2 separate regions of the Mus musculus genome follow, and region 1 is linked to region 2. Evidence: chromatin contacts called from public ChIA-PET data. All regions are on one chromosome and are shown on one strand. Each heading gives the region's core, a stretch centred on a gene start, on an enhancer-like site or on the middle of the called end of the contact. The rest is flanking DNA. Distances are from core to core; before and after follow the strand shown. Region 1 holds the start of Kynu (kynureninase). Region 2 has its middle 76 kb from the start of Kynu.

Evidence for each region. ChIA-PET counts read pairs in DNA pulled down with a chosen protein or histone mark.
Region 1: an H3K27ac ChIA-PET map of liver shows a contact between it and region 2, with 3 times the contacts expected there. The contact joins the promoter of Kynu here to the enhancer-like site in region 2. A contact is called at or near these places in 4 of 39 promoter capture datasets (the SN4741 cell line, liver and macrophages), 6 of 484 Hi-C or Micro-C datasets (the G1E-ER4 cell line and liver), 4 of 115 datasets of contacts at active chromatin or transcription factors (hepatocytes, large pre-B cells and liver) and 1 of 9 other capture datasets (liver).

Annotation. Positions count from the first base shown.
Region 1 is chr2:43,551,507-43,556,688 of GRCm38.p6, reverse strand. It overlaps Kynu (kynureninase), which reads right to left and starts at 1,364. Exons shown (of 14, transcript NM_027552.2): 1 at 1,280-1,364.
Region 2 is chr2:43,477,056-43,482,357 of GRCm38.p6, reverse strand. No RefSeq gene overlaps it. Among named protein-coding and RNA genes, the nearest start is that of Kynu, 76 kb to the left of the region's middle. Within about 2 kb of position 2,202, at least 2 of the 459 cell types and tissues checked have an H3K27ac peak or open chromatin away from gene starts, as enhancers often do. A contact at or near this core is called in hepatocytes and liver, where this site is marked.

The sequences.
Region 1 (5,182 bases), core at 115-2,614, 75 kb before region 2:
GCTACCTAATTCTGCATTCATACCACCAGCTAAGACAATTAATACTTCAAAACATCATTTTACGCCTTGTTTAGGCTTATCATTTGCAAGTAAATTGACATGATCCGTTTGAAAATAAAGACATTAACTCCTAGTTTATAATAACTGTCAAATGTCATATCTCATGTATTTAGCATGGTATAATTTTACAAGGGTAAACGAACATGTCATGTGCTGGCGTGCAGGTCACCTGAACACTCTTCGGCCATTGTTATATAAAATAAAGCTCAATTTAACTTTTTAAAGAAGACTACAGCATCAAGTCACACTCACGAGGCATGCCCATAATAGTTTTAAAGATTAGTGTTTGTTGATGGAAATTGATTTTTGTCCTCGAATTATACTGAGGCTTGAAATTTTGAAAATTCCGTCTTCGTGGTTTTATTTATTAGCTGCATTTTCCCAGGTAAAAGATTGCACTTACCAAAATCTGATCAGTTGTAATGAAAGAATAACAAATTAAAGATCTCCTCCTGACCCTGCCGGTCTAAGGTCAACCAGGTCAATCAGTAACCCAGTCCTCAGTAGCTAATCTTTGCACAGCAAAGGGTCATTCCCACCCTGAAGTGAGGAAATTGGATACCAAGGTCAAAGTTTAGAAGCTAGTAAAGATACATTCATACTTCACTGGGGGAAGTAAAAAGTTGATATACACCTGCAACAAAGCCTGCTTCTGTAGGACTCTCGCTGAGAATTATGTGACATCACAGTACAACCAGCCTAGCTGAGCAATAGATCCTGGAGTTTGTTCCCACATTCCTAACGCTGGGAAGAAAAAAAAACTGTCTAGCAAATACAGGAAAAAAAATCTATTCTTAGGCCAAATGCTCTAGAAAATAAAAGGGGAAGAAAGTCCCCCTCAAGAAAATCCACTTTCACTTCTCTAAATGTTAATGTGACACACAAACATACAAAACCAGAAATCAGAAAGCTCCTTTAAACACGGCTTTTCTTTACCTGGGCTTGTTCTCCTGACCGTTTAAACCCGCAGTGAGGGCTGGCTAACCTGCTGGGACTGCAACCTCATCCGTTCGTTCTCTCTAGCCTGGGTTTCGAGGCACAGGCTTTAAGGGAGGTCATGCCGGGTTTGTTTATGAAGATCATTTATACAGTAAGAAAAAAACAGAAAAAGAAATCCCCAAAGGACTGTACCCTATTAGTAGAGAGAAGTTCCATTTGGAAAAGTACAGGAGAAGCGAATGTCTGTTTATCTTCAGAGCCAGACCTCTTCTCTGCTTACCTGCTCAGATCCAGACAGTAGTCTTCAGTACCTTCTCAGAGGATGCTGGATCTTTCTTTGTCCCCAGCTAGCCAAAGAACTGCTCACTTCTCCACCCTGTGGGGATTTTGCCTGTCAACTTTAGTTCCTCCCACCCTGTTGAATCAGGTTGCAAATTTCTAACCACTGACACAAGCTAAGCAAAATGCTGCCCCTCCCCCAGCCCCACCCCAGGTTGCCAAACATCTGGCTCTGCTGACAGCTTCTTCCAATTCTTCCTTGTGGGTTCTAGACCCCTGCAGAGACTTGCTTGACCTATGTGGAGCTCTGCTGTGAGCACTGTGTCAGAGAGCTGAACTCCAACATCTGCCTTTATTTTCAATCTGTGCTCTGAAACATCCCAAACCCAGAGGAATGCTCTCCTTGAACTCTGGACACATTTCTCCTGGATTTTGAGACAATGAACCACTGATCAACTTTGATTGCAGGGTTTTTGACTTATAGTGAATACAGGTTTTATGCAAAAGTTTAAAATAAACTGTGTGTGGTGGTACCTACCACTGACTCAAGTGCTCAGTCCTAAAGGCAGAGGACTTTGCTGCAAAAGAAAAATTAATATAGTCCACTAATTCCTCGAAATATTTTACTGCCTAATAAATGGACTTTAAAATTTTTGAGGTCATAAATCTTGATAGTATGATTAACCACAGAAAGAGTTAGAACTTGGAAATCCAAATGAAAGGAAGCCTGGAAAATATTATTAAGGTTAATTATTTCTTTAAATGCTGATCCTTGAGCTGCCTCTCCTGTCCTAATCTGAGCTTGGATCCTTTGAGGAATACCTATTAGGCATAAAAACTAAGACCCAAGATTTTCAGAATAATGACAACAGAAGAGACTGCCTCGGTTGCTGCGTGTTTGCTCCTGTGCCTTGTCTAAGCCCACAGCATGTCACCCTCTGCAAGGCCCTTTTCAGTCCTCTCTGTGTGTCCTCACTGTAATCCTGGACAAGTCACTGAACCGTAGCCCAAGCTCAGGCTCCTATCTACCTGATAAACAGAAAACACATCTTCCTTACAAGATTATTGAGAGAGAAAAACAATTCAAGGGGAAAAGCACTGTACCATGACACATAAATCCATTCGACACATTCTTTTTTGTCATCAAATTACCCAGACAAAGTGTACTGTCCCCAACTTCTAGAAGAGGACAATAGATGCCATGAGGCGACTTGGAGATACTTTACTGACCACTGTTAAACTCATAAACTACAAAATTCTCATTTGAATTGGATCAAAAAATCTAAAGCTTGTAATATGTCTATTCATTTTCCATCATCTCGTGTCTTGTGTCACTAGAAATTTAGAAAATTTGTTCTGCTCTGCAGGAGAGAACGCCATATCCCCATGTTGACTAGGTTTGAAGAGAAAAATAAAGACAGACAGGTCACAGTCTTGCTGCCATGGATTTGGTAAGTCTTTGAGCAATTATTGTAGTGCGTGCAGACTCTGCACCTGAGGCCTGGTTCTGTTCATCGCTCCTATTTTTCTTTCTCCTTCTTGTATTCTGTCCTTTCACTTTACCCCACTGGTTATATTTAATAATTTAAATTATTTTCCAGTTCCCTTAAATGTTCAATATTACGAAATTATCATTGTATTTAATTAAAAAAAGTTTTATGATATGCACATGCCACTTTGGTATAGACAGTTAGAGCAGGGGAAATCTATTGTCCTGACAGGTAGTCTTGGATTTGCATCTCATTATCCAGAATCAGGGAGATATATTTTGCTCAGAGTTGTGGAGCTATAACTGCTCTGGGTTATGGTAATCTTGCATGTCTAGCTGGACACTAAGCAAGGCATAGCTCTGGTTATATCTTGTTATCCTAAATAACATAAGTCTGAACTTAGAAATGCTTTCCTCTAGTTTGTACCTTTATGTCAACCGATCTTCATTTATGACATTTGAATCCTCATTCCATTAAGGGTCATTCCCTTGTGTCTATTCCTACTTTGTGCATATGTACACGCTCTTGGCTTCAGGGATGCTGGGGCTTTTGGTTGGCTTTGAACTCATGAGCTTCTACATTGGAGATTTTACCCTGTTATGTAACACTGTTTTTTTTATTTCCTGATGTATATACAATAATAAGAACTCTGCTATCTATCTATCTATCTATCTATCTATCTATCTATCTATCTATCTATCATCTATCTATCTATCTATCTATCTATCTATCTATCTATCTATCTATCTATAGTTTATCTACTTATCACTAGTCTATCATCTATCTTCTAATTACAGATATCTTTTGTGTTGTACAAAGGGTATGTTTTCAAATTCTCTTCTGTTCTGTGACATACAAATTGACTTTATTATCTCACAACATTCCTTTCTTTTCTATCCATTCCCATGCTTTTCTTGTTTGATCATCAATCTTTAACTGGAAGTCCTATAGTAGTTTTGTACCTACTGGGCACTTTGCATTTCTGTCTCATGAATCCATTTTTGGAACCAAAGTGTAATTTTCTCTGGCAAGGCTCAACATGGCTTCTTCCTGCCTATTGCATTCTCCTCAGGAAAATCGACACCTTAACTGGGTTTTTCACTCAATTTCTTTCCCTTGTGTTTTTGCCTATTTACAGATGAGAAATTTGGAAATTTTTCCCTTCCTGCTTCTTGAAGTACATTCTTTTAGGATTTGGCTAAAACAGCTTAGTATTTATCAGACTTTCCAGTAAGCAACCCCTGAGCTTTAAGAGATCAGATGTAGGATAACAAGAGACAAGATACCTGGTTACCCTAGTCTGTCACTATCTATCTTCTCAGTATACAGAGATGGCTATAGATAACATTGCTTCCTTTAGTTTTCGCAGAGATTCTTCACCCTTTCGATCTTACTCTATGTAGCGTCTTTCCTGATTCACTGTTCATTTCAACTTTGTCTCAAACTTTTTAGCAGAGTTGTAAGGAGCATGTTAGGATTAGAGTGCGTGCTTAGCATGCTTGCGAATCTGGAGTCAATCCAGGACTCTCAAATTATATTTTATAGCTCATGAGTGACATATTAACTAACTCTGTACACGTTCTAAAATATATTTTTGTTGTCCAAATGACTAAATGTTCCCGTATATCATGCAGGAATAATTTTATTGCTATTAATTTGTAGGTGACGTTCCACTTTCCTCCAAGCCAGTGTTAAAATGAGAATTCAGGACTTTGTGGATTTTGCCTACAGGTTTATACTATTGAAGTTCACATTACAGTTCATGAACATTTAAGAATAGACTTATAGTCAACTCTTTTCATTATCTGCCCTGCTTTCTAGAAATAAATGAGTACTTTAATTCAAATGGTTTGGAATTCCATTCAGGGTGACTGAGAGATAAATGGCATTGTGGTTCCCACACACCACTGAACTCAACATTACTCTTCCGATGAAAAGAATTGATACAAGTGATGGCATCTGATGATTAGCTGTAACGAAACTTAGAATCAAATGTGAGCGTCTCACAATGGCATTATCTACACTGGGTTGATCTGTGGGCATATCTGCGGAGTATTGTCTTATGTTAATTGCTGCAGGAAGACTCAGACCATCAGACCATGGTGAGTGGAACCATTCCCTAAGCAGGGATGCTGAACTGTGTATCAGGGTAGAGAAATTGAACTGAGTGTAAGCAAGCAAGCCAGAATTCATGAATTTATTTCTTTTTGCTCTTGACTGAGGAGATGGAGGAAAGTAGCTCTTTCTAGTTCCTGACTTCATGCCTACCTTGGGGAATTGTTACCTGAAATGATGACTCTAATAAACTACCTAAGATGCTCTTGATCAAAGTATTTCACCAGAAATGAAACTAAAACAAGATCATCTCATAATCTTTTGGATCTTGATGATGTTTCATTTAGTGTCCTCTTAAC
Region 2 (5,302 bases), core at 953-3,452:
GACTTTATTAATTTCAAGTGTCTGTAATGATGACAGCAATTTTGTATGCTAAAAATGTTAAGGCAAGTTCTAATTTTTAATGGCCCCATATGTTATTTTACACAATGTTACTGAGGAGTGTTGATCTTGAGCTAGGTTTGCTAGATACATACCTGAAATCCCTGTGTGTTTTCTTAAGTGAGATACAGGAACATTTAGAATAACTAGAGCAGTAAATTTTAATCAACCATTTACATTTCTACTGTAAGAAAACCTTTTATACAACTTACAATGTTATATCTTTATTTCTTTATAATATCGCAGTCAAGGATTGGAGTTGGAAAAACTATTTTTAAGGATTCTCGATTTTAACTTTACTCATCTCTGGATTTTAAAACAGTGATGACCTCCTAAGGTCGCTTTGAGGTGTTAATGGCATGATAAGTAGTCTTCATACTTGCAGGAGTGTTCAAACTGTTAACAGTGCCACACGATGTTGTCATCTACAAAGTAGAAATCCAAGAATGCCACACACAAGTTAACAGACATTTGTGGATGCACAAATGCATGCATGCATTCATGCATGCAGGTATGCACCTCTGGAACTAGAGACATGGTACAAGAGAAGGACCTGTTCCACAAACATGGTGGTATAACTTCATATCCCCTGCACTCATTGAAAACACCAGTACTTGGGGGAAGGGCATATAATCACAGCATGCAGAGGTTGAGGCTGCAGGTTTCTTGGGGAGTCAGTGACTCTGGCTTTACTGCAAGACAAAGTGAAACTTGATTGAACAGGACACCAAACATCAAATTCTGGATACAAAACATGCTCACACAGACATAAACATGTGCGTAGACACACAAGAATTCATGTAATGAAGATCTAGGTTACTTTAAAGTACTTTAGGAATTTTGCTAAACACTTAATGATGAATTTCTTTACTGTAGTTTCATGAAATGCAAAGAAGGATATAGAGTTGTTTCCCACATTTTGTACAAACTCTTGCTAGCTCTGTGATAAGTAGTCTTTACTTTGACCATTGACCATCTTGAAATGATGATGAACTGTCTCTAAAACCACCCTGTCTGTTGCTGCTGTATAGACTTACCTACTTCACTGTACATCCAGTGTGTATGTGCGGGTCTTCTTTATTCTAGACAATGCTCTGACTGAAGTTCTACTGGCTCCACCCAGCTCTTGAAAATGCTAAAAAGAGGAGCTAATAAGGGTTTTAGGATGCATGAGACAGTTACAGGGTGTGCATATCCATAGTGGCCACCTCAACAGAAAGCTCTGCCTGATTTTGTAGCATTTGTAGTCAGTTGTTAAAACCAAAGTTCTACCTCATGAATGTTGACATAATCTGATGTTAAAATAAACTTGTCATGCATATACATTTCATTACTTCCTATTAATTCGATACTTTGCTATCAGCCTCACTCACCACTGGCCTTGTCCAAAAATTGTAAAAGCTGTAGGAAACAAATATACTGTAAACTCCTAAAGCTAGTCACACTGAAATTCAAGATGATTCTTTCAGTGAAAAATCCCCTTATATTTTAAATTTATTATTTTATATGCATGAATCTTTCGCATGCATGCATCTATGTGTACCAAATATATGCCTGGTGCCCATGGAGGTCAAGAGAAGAGGATGATATAATCCCTGAAACTGAGCTTACAGGTGAGTGTGAGCACCTTTTGGACGGTAGGAGCTGAACCCAGGTCCTTTGCAAGAGCCTCAAGTACTATTAACAGCTGAGCCCATGGCAAAAGTTTTAACTTCAGGATTTTAGAGTTTTTGAAGCAGGAAAAGAAAACAAACTAATCTAGTCTACTTTGGGTAGAAATGAGATGGAAAACAGAAGTCAGTGTTTATTAACAAGGCTTCCTTGTGCAAAAGGCCAAAAGCATGGTGGCTAGTGAACAATGTCTCGGAGAGCTGTGAGAGAGGCTCCAGATAAAAGACAGAAAACCTTTTACCTCAGGAGCAGTGTGCTCCCTGTATTATTATTGGATGTGTTTGGGTGCTTCCTGCAACAAACATTTACATTCAATTTTTAAGACATGTTGTTGTTATTGTTGTTGTTGTTGTTGTTGTTGTATGTGGGAACATAGCTGTAGAATCCATTCTGGTGAAAGGATAGGCTGAGTGCTGTCCTCAGTGCACCTTGAGCCTGGATATGTCCTTCAGCCTTGCTTTCATTCTTTCCCAGATATAATCTGCATTACATCCCAGGCAATTGTGTTTAAACTGGTCTGTCCTAAGTGTTCTGGGAAAGGGCTACTCTGTTAATATTTAATATTTGCTTGCTGGTGTTTATTTACACGTTTTTCTGAACTCAAGCAACTTCCCTTGGATCATTATTTTCTTTGTTACATCTGAGTATAAAAGTAAACTGAAATGGAAGTAAAGTTGTGTACAGCATTGAACTTTAGCCCCTCCCATCCTTTAAGGCTTTCAAATCCCAGTTCTTACAGATAATTCAGCCCATAGGAAGAATGGGTTCAAAGCAGTTCACTCTAACTGCTACCCAAATTCAGATACACGGTTCCTTTTGGCTGCTTCCTTCTTCCTGCTTACTAAATAAATGCCCTTGGAAGTTTAAACCGCATGTGATATAAGTGAGTAATAAATTCTGAGCCATTTCAACATGGTTCTGAAAACTGTCCTCTCTAAGGAATAAGAAATGGAAAAAAAATTCATTATATTATACTCCCAGGTCCTATAGACAAAATGAAATGTACTTCAGGCCTAGGAACATGTAGGGAGAGCTGCCAAGAGTGCAACTAATCCAAGCAGGTGGAGAGGAGAGGAGAGGAGAGGAGAGGAGAGGAGAGGAGAGGAGAGGAGAGGAGAGGAGAGGAGAGGAGAGGAGAGGAGAGGAGAGGAGAGGAGAGGAGAAAAGAGACAAGAGCAGGGTCCAGCTTCTCTGGAGAGCACTTCAGCAGCAGGGGAGAATTTAGCACATACACAAAGATGTGCAGATATCTCACTGGATCAACACTTCCTAGTTCCTAGTCAGGGAAATATACAAAATGGAAATTGGGAAGAGCTTTATCTGATGGCAAGTCTTATCACTTATCACAGTGTTCTGGATGGGTATCCAGTTTGCTTTGGGGGGATGCTGAGGTTATAGAAAACGAAGCTACAACATCTACAGTGTATCAGTACTTTTCTCCTTCCTTAGATGCGTTAAAGAGTAAATTGACTGAGTTAAAGAGTAGATTGGCTATTTCATCTCCTTTCATTTCCTTTTGTTATGTTTTTTGTCCAAGGTCTTCCCATTTGAAAAGTAGTAGGAAGCTCAAATATCCATGTCCTTAGAAAATCTTTCACTGCAAAGTAGCTGATGGACTTCCAAGCCATTACCCATGTGACAATGCCACTGCATTCACAAGCATATTGCTTCATAGAAACAGAGGCACTGTCACTCTCAGAAATAACAATCAACTTCACTCACTCAGGTTGGGCAAATGCTGTATCACCCATTTTTATCTTTCTTGTTTTTAATCATTTTGAGAGAGAGCAGAAAAACCAAGACAGTGAATGGATATGAGTTTGTTTTTTTTTTTTTTTTTTTTTAACAGAAATCAAGCAAGATAGTGTGTTCACTGTATTTGATTTAGGTGAAAAAAAATCTTTTTTTTTTTTTTCTTGAGGGTGTGTTTCCTTCTCTAGACTTTGCTCCCATTTTGTTTAATCTACTACCTGGGAACTCTATCTGTGACTTCATTCTGCAGAAGGTCACATATAGAAGTTTCTTTAAGCAAAGTAAGTGCTCCAAGATTGTAATTTCTTGAAGAACTAAAGGAACAGCTAGTAGTGTTCTTTTCTCAATATCTTGGGAGGCATCATAGGTGCAAGGATTTTTCCTTGATTCCTATTTATTTAGAGTAAATAGTAGTTATTAAGTAGTCAGAAATACCTCTTCTATTGCAGTATGCCAAAATACCAGTGATTCTATGTACTGGAAATAGTCCAGGACAAGCAATGATTTTAAATCAGATTTCTGCCTTCATGTATTTAATTATACACACTAAGAAAGGATGCTAGAGACAAGATTACAAACATCAAACAGCTTTATCCAATATTTATTAAATGTATTGTGTAGGGATTTCCATGGCTTATTTAGCTATCAACCTGCTCTAAGACAATATTTATACTATTTTAAAATCCCAAGCCCAATAAAAGAGAAATCCAAGCACAACACTTTTCACTAGAAGCCTTACATATAAAATATCTTTATGCCTTAGCATCTGGTACATCTGAAATGAAGACTGAGGGCTTCCTCTGTTTTTCAATTTACATATTGACTCAGATATGACAACAAGCTTCTTATATTTAACACAGCTTTTTCTATTAGTAAAATGTCAATCATACTTGGAAGTAAGTCTGAATAGGATCAATATCTGTAGTCAAACTAAAAAAATAATTGCAAGGTTGTGGGAATGTTCCTGTGAACATTCCTGTGAATGAATGTTTCCCCAAAGGCTGGTATATTAAGAGTATGCTTGCCAAGTACTGGGGCCTGGAAAATGTTTGGATTCTGATGTCTCTGTTTTAATTAAGAAGTTAATCTGTTGGTAGATTCATAATTGTGAAAAACTGTGCTTTACTGGAGAAAGTAAATGCTTGACCTCAATGGTATATCTTGATCTCATGTTCTTCCTGAGTTAGTTTCTATGATTCTTGTCCATCCATCATAAGAAGTTTCACTTTGCTTGGCCTTCCTGTGAATGGACCCAGAAACAAGAGAACTACATGACTTAGAAAAACTATACCTGTGAGTGAAAATCAATTTTACTCCTTTATATAAATTTGAATATTCTGTCACATTGAAGAAAATGAAGAAATTGAAGAAAATGACTTCATCCACCAATGAAGTTGGTCTTTCCTTTTTTTCATCCTTTTCTGTTACATTAAAGAAAAATTTTTCATTACTCATCCTTTCTTTAATTAGATATTTACTTTATTTACATTTCAAATGTTATTCCTTTTCCTAGTTTCCCCTCCAAAAATCCCCTATCCCCTACCCCCTCCTCCTGCTCCCCAACCAACCCATTCCCTTTTCCTGGCCCAGGCAGTCCCTATATTGGGACATAGAACCTCCATGGGACCAAGGGCCTCTCTTCCCATTGATGACTGACTAGGCCATCCTCTGCTACATATGCAGCTAGAGCCACATAATCCCTCCATGTGTTTTCTTTGATTGGTGGTTTAGTCCCAGGGAACTCTGGGGTTACTGGTTAGTTCATATTGTTGTTCCTCCTAGGGGGCTGCAAACCTCTTCAGCTCCTTGAGTACTTTCTCTA